2 separate regions of the Canis lupus genome follow, and region 2 is linked to region 1. A link is a contact called in public Hi-C data. All regions are on one chromosome and are shown on one strand. Each heading gives the region's core, a stretch centred on a gene start, on an enhancer-like site or on the middle of the called end of the contact. The rest is flanking DNA. Distances are from core to core; before and after follow the strand shown.

Evidence for each region. Hi-C and Micro-C count contacts between places; a contact is called where the count stands out from the background.
Region 2: a contact with region 1 is called in a Hi-C map of liver, with 2.7 times the contacts expected there. The contact joins the promoter of SIPA1L1 here to the enhancer-like site in region 1. A contact is called at or near these places in 2 of 9 Hi-C or Micro-C datasets (amygdala and liver).

Annotation. Positions count from the first base shown.
Region 1 is chr8:45,080,735-45,083,741 of UU_Cfam_GSD_1.0, forward strand. No RefSeq gene overlaps it. Among named protein-coding and RNA genes, the nearest start is that of SIPA1L1, 81 kb to the right of the region's middle. Within about 2 kb of position 1,492, at least 1 of the 20 cell types and tissues checked has an H3K27ac peak or open chromatin away from gene starts, as enhancers often do. A contact at or near this core is called in liver, where this site is marked.
Region 2 is chr8:45,161,413-45,164,419 of UU_Cfam_GSD_1.0, forward strand. It overlaps SIPA1L1 (signal-induced proliferation-associated 1-like protein 1), which reads left to right and starts at 1,477. Exons shown (of 27, transcript XM_038545140.1): 1 at 1,477-1,564; 2 at 2,192-2,251. It overlaps LOC119872893 (a long non-coding RNA gene), which reads right to left. Exons shown (of 2, transcript XR_005363501.1): 1 at 2,781-3,007.

The DNA.
Region 1 (3,007 bases), core at 242-2,741:
TGATAAGGCTGATGTGGAGGTTTGAGTCCTCGTGCAGGTCAAGTGTCTGTGCTTTCTTTTACAAGCAAAAATGCCTGGAGAGTGGCCTAACAATAGGGTCCTTGTTCACAAAGGATCCAGGTGAGAGGCACAACCCGTCACTGCTCAGGGCCCTATCACAGCTCCTGGTGCTCCACAATGACAGTGAGGCAATGACATCACCTGAAAATTCATACAAAACACACCTATTCTGTAAAGCTCTCTAAGGAGACTTACTTTGAGCTTATTCTTGTCGTATTCAGTGCATAACACCATAACTCACGGTTTCCCAGATTCAGTTCAGAGGCATAGAAAATTTGGTAGTTATTTGATTTATAGAAGTTTTCTCAAGTCAGAGAAGAAATTGAAGTATGTTTTGCTGAGGGTAGGAAAACAACTCAATTTGGAAGAGGAACTGATATCTCAAATAAGTAATTGTAAATTATATCAATTTCCCTCACCTATGGGTCTCATTCTGTCTCCTACACAGTGTCATCGACAACACTTGTCCTTATCATTCTTGATATCCACAGAGCACTATTCAGAAGATTTATTGGTTAAAAAAATGCAAATTATTTAAAAGTAGGCAGCCAAGTACTGTCTCCAAGTTTCTTGCAAAGGTGTGGTTAAATCGCACTTAAGGACAACACTGAAGAAATAGAGTAAGAAATCTGAATTGTGAGATAATTATTGCCTAATTGCTTGCATTTATTGAACAGTTGTTACATGGCAAATACTGGGCTGAGTTCTTTACATGGATTGGCTTGTTTAATGGCAACCATTCGAGGTAAGGAGAATGATTCCCATTTCTCACATGAGGAAACTGATACCTGGAGAGAGTATGTAATTTTCCTAAGACTTTGCCTATTAGAAAACAGAGTCAGAGCTTTGAGGCTGGTTTACATCATTTTCTGGTTCAGACTCTTACCACTGGCCATGAATAAACAATCAACATTTGTGCCTGAGAAAGAAAGAAACTTCCATCATGCCAAGTCCAAGTGCTGGTGAGCTTGTATTGTTCACTCCAGGGCCTAACAGATTTGTTTCAATTAACAAATACATAAAGATCCTTTGTAAGTGACTCATTTACTGACTTTTAGGTGATTGAAAATCTGTTGCTCCCTTAAAAATGTTAAGCGTTGCCTCTCCTATCCAAAACCATTACAATCTAACAAATAAAATTTTTGTGAGTTTGGCCCATTTTGAAATTCCAGCAAGACCCAAATTTCTGTTTGGCCAGTCATCAAACAGAAAGTTCTGACTAGTTGTGCTCTTTTGAACAGTATGTTGACATTCACAGCCTCTGTTTAACTTCTCTCTCTGATAACAGTGGTCCTGGGGTTTCTTTCAGTCACTGGAGTTGAAGTTTGTAGATGTTTCATGCTACATTCATGGAGTACTCACTGCAGGCCCGTTCTGGTATGGCATGACCCTTGACCTATAGCCATTGGCCTTTCTATCCAACCCGGTCCACAACCATTCTCCACTTTGGAAAACATTTTTCAATTCCCTTCTGTCCAATGCAACAGGGATAGGCTGAGCAGGTATCTGCCCAATGTTGTGTTACTTCAAGCCAGGGGGAGGAGACTCTATAAAATATTAACGATAGCTGGCATTTATTGAGTGCTTCTAGTCAAGCATGACTTCATTTTATCCTCACAGTCATTTTTCAGAGTCGTGGAGCACCAGGTCTGTAGCAGACTGAGGATCTAGGTTGATTGCAGGTCTGACATCACAGTCTGAGATTTTTAACCCCTGTTTTTTTGTACCATTTCAGTGAATTCCAGGAAATCTGAAGACAAGGGCTGGAGTAGTCTAGGAAGACATGGAAGGAGTGGAAATTTAGCTGGATTTTGAGGGTTGTATTGGAAAGACTGGAAAGGATTGCACTGGGAAGGAGGCAGAGCAGAAAAACAGAGAGGCCCTCTTGCTTTTGTTCTCTCTATAGAGCAACTGAGAAGGTAAAATAGACTATTTTGTCATTACCAATTAATTTTAAATCCAACACCTGCTTTGCCTTTTGAACTTATTAGAGCAGATCTCTTTACATTTCTTTTGTTTGTTCAGATTTTACACGCAAGGGTTTTAAGTCAATCAAACAGGTCTATGTTAAAAGGAATTATTTTTGTGTGTGCATTAAAATACTTGGCCCCATTCCTCTCTGAACCAATAAGTGAAACATCTCTAATTCCTGTCTTAGAGGAAAAGCAATACAGCATAGGGCAAAAAGCATTCATCTAACTACCTCTCTTTTATTTCTAGAATATGGCATGATGTCCAGGAAAATGAATTTATACTGAATGGAGGAAGAGCTGAGATCGGCATATGTAGCTTGAACTTAGCATAGGTACCATGTCCTTAATAGTCATGTTTAATTTCCATGATAAATGAGCAAAATATTGCAATAACAGAGAGGGAGGAGACTGAGAAACAAGTTTGAACTTAAATATCCTGCACATGACACTGGATACACTAGTGTCCTCTTTTATTCCACTTTGTACCATCCCACCATAAAAATGCCTCATATAAAATATTCTTTCTGAGATATCTGGACTTTGTTTCCAAGTCATGTAATTTTCTCCTGGTTGTCGACTTTGTGTCCTTATCTTTAAATCATCTACCTCTTTCATGGTTTCAATCTTCTTGTCTTTTTTGCAGAAAAGTAATTTTTTCAAAGACATATTTCAATGCATACAAGGGGGAAATTACCTGACTTTTATTTAGGGTCTCCAAAAGAGCTTTAGTCTGTTTCAGAGATAGCTAGAATCAGGTGACTTTCTTCTCTGTATCTGGGCAATTGAGGTTTTCTGTCCCTATATAGAAATAAACCCCATTGGTGGCAGCTATTTGGTGTGGCTGGGCCCAAGCCTACCGTCAGCTCCAGCATGTAGCCCTGAAGTGTCTAGACCACTGGCAGTCCAATTGTGGTAGCCACAGAGTTTGGTTCAGGGATGGGCCAATCAGCACAAAGCTTTGAGCTGCTGTTGGT
Region 2 (3,007 bases), core at 227-2,726, 81 kb after region 1:
TGAAAAGCTTAATGATTAAAAAAAAAAAAAAAATCTGAACAACAAACCTCCCCCCACCCCAGGGTGGTTTTTTTTTTTCCTTAACAGCATTGAAGTAGGTTTGAAGGCATCTGAAAAGCTTAATGATTAAAAAAAAAAAAAAAAAAAAAATCTGAACAACAAACCTCCCCCCACCCCAGGGTGTGTTTTTTTTTTTAAAGATTTTATTTATTTATTTATTTATTCATGAGAGACACGGAGGGAGAGAGAGAGAAGAGAGAGAGAGAGAGAGGCAGAGACACAGGCAGAGGGAGAAGCAGGCTGCACACAGGGAGCCCAATGTGGGACTCGATCCCAGGACCCCAGGATCACGCCCTGAGCTGAAGGCAGGTGCTAAACTGCTGAGCCACCCAGGGATCCCAGCACCCCAGGGTTTTTCTGAGACAAAGTTGGAGAAAGGAAGGACTCTAACTACTGAAAAGGACATATTCTATGTGAACAGAAACAGACAGTAATGGAGTAAGAACATAAAGACTTCTAACTCTGGGAAAGGAACTAGGGGTGGTGGAAGGGGAGGAGGGCGGGGGGTGGGAGTGAATGGGTGACGGGCACTGGGGGTTATTCTGTATGTTAGTAAATTGAACACCAATAAAAAATAAATTTATTATTAAAAAAAAACATGGCTGTGGAGCAGAAACATATTCTAGGCCTAAGTAGGTACATACTCTACGGGGGTGGGGTGGGGGTGGGGGTGGGGGTGGGTAGTGAAAGCAAAGTAATGAGGACACTTGCAGGCTGCCACACTCATTTTCTGCCCTCAGTGGACGTTAAGTAAATACCTGCTATGTTACCAAGCTTGTGGAGGGCTGAGAACACAAAGATGAGCAAGGCTGACCCTCGAGGAGCGCAATCTGGTGGTGGAGGTGGGGGAGGTGGGGGCGGGGCAAGGGACGAGAGAGGGAGTCTATGCAGCGGTGGTTGGGGGATGAGATTGGGCGGGAGGGTGCAAAGAGTGAATATATGGTAGATATTTGGGGGTACAGATACATGCTGGCTTCTGTGTCAGAAATCTCCCCCCAGAACCTCTGGAGGAAAAACCCTAAGGCGATCCATTTGCCAAACCCGGCCGGAGAATCATGACGCTGGGCTACAGATGCTCTCTCAAATAGGTCTAAAAAATCCTCCTCCCGCTTCGAGCCGCGCTTCCCCCACCAGGAGGGTGTCGGGCAAGGGAGCGGGCAGGCTGAAAACTGCACCCACGTTCGCCGTCTTGGCTCCCTGCGGGAGACAGGAATCCAGGGCTTTGCCGTCGTCATAGCAACTAGGAGTTCCGCGACTCCCACTTCCCCCGCCGGCCGGGCCGAGCGGCCGCTTCTCTCGCGAGATTTGCGCGTGGTGCCGAGCGGCCCAGCGGTGATCTCACCCGAGACTTGGGAGGGAGGGAGGGAGGGGAAGGAATGGGGCTGGGAGGCGGGGAGGCGGGGAGGCGAGGGGAGTGCAGGGGAGGGAAGGGCGAGCGCGGCGCCGCCACCGCCGGCAACTTTGTGAGCGAGTTCAGTGCGTGCGTGAGCGAGTGAGCGAAAAAGTCAGTGCGGCGCCGACTTCCCGGGAGGAGGGTCCCCGGGAGGGGAGGGCCAGGTCTGGGCTTCGGAGGCCGCCCCCGGCCACTCCATCCCTTCCCGCCTCCGGGGCTCCCTCCCCACTTCCTCCCCCCCAGCGGTCCTCCCGGGCCTTCCCGCCCCCGGCGGCTGTTACCTGTCCCCTCCCCCACTCGGCACGCACCCCCCCCTCCCCGCGCCCAGCTCCGACCTCCGGACCCCCAAGCCACCCCAGCTTTTCCTCCTGGGGGGCAGGCGGGCGGCACCGGGGGCGCTGAGCTCCGGAGGCGGCGTGAGCGGGGGCCGGGGCGCCCAGACAATAGTTGATGCCCGGGGACGGGGGAGGGCACCGCCGCCCGCCCTGCTCCGGGGAAGCGGCCCCCGCCGCCTGCTCCCCTGCCTCGGGGCCGGGCTCAGGAGTTGGGCAGATTCCGCCCCCACCTCCCCGGGCCCCCCTCCGCCCGGCGCCCGGCGCTCGGCGCTCGGCGCCCGCCCCGGCCCGCCCCGGCCCCGCCGCCCGCCCGCCGCCCGCCGCCCGCCGCCCGCGGCTCTCCGCAGAGGAGGCGGCGAGAGGGCGCGCGCCGGCCGGCCACACGGTTTCTCTTTCTCCCCAGGGAGAGCGCGCGGCGGACGCGCCCCGGACGCGCGGCGGCACCGGGAGGCCGTGCAGGGCGGTAAGTGGCTCCCGCGACCCGAGGCCCGGCTGGGGGAGCCGGGGCTGCAGGACTGTCCCCAGCCCCCGCCAGCGCCCTCGTGGCCGGTGCTCGGGGCCAGGGCCAGGAGCGGGACCCCGGGACCCCGGGACCCCGGACCCCGGTCAAAGTTCTTATTTCCGATCTGCTGGCTCGCCGGTAGCGCGGCGCGGCGGGGGCGCGTCCGGGCTGCACCGCGCACGGCGCGCGCACGCCCCTCGGAGCCGGGAGCTGCGGGACTCCCCGCGGAGCGCCTCGGGGAGAGGCCGGGAGACCCGCGCCCGCTCGGGGCGGCTGCGCCCACCCCGGCCCGGGCTCCCGCCGGCACCTTCGCCTTCAGCCACCTGGGTGAGCGCGTTGCAGGCTGTGCCGGGAAGGACAGGCCGAGGGGTGCAGTCCTGGGAAAGGCAGGAGGGGGCTCGGTGCCCGCGGGTGGTTCATTTCTCTCCCCGGGGGGTGGGATGGGGGGTGGTGCCTGGGGGTGCGCGGCGAAAGTCAGGGATGCTCCGACCTGCTTTCCTTGGAGCGAGTAAACCTCGAGAGGGCTGGAGAGGCACGGGCGAGCTTCCAAGAGAACTTTTCCTCCGTAGCCTCCTCTGTTTCCAACTTCTCCTGACCCTCGAGGGGGTTTGCGAGGCTCCCCCATCGCCTCACGGCATTTCTAGGTGGACAAGTAATCTCTCGGGGGCAGGTTGCAACGTCCTCGCGTTTCACCGTTTGTTAAGTCTAGGGACGAGG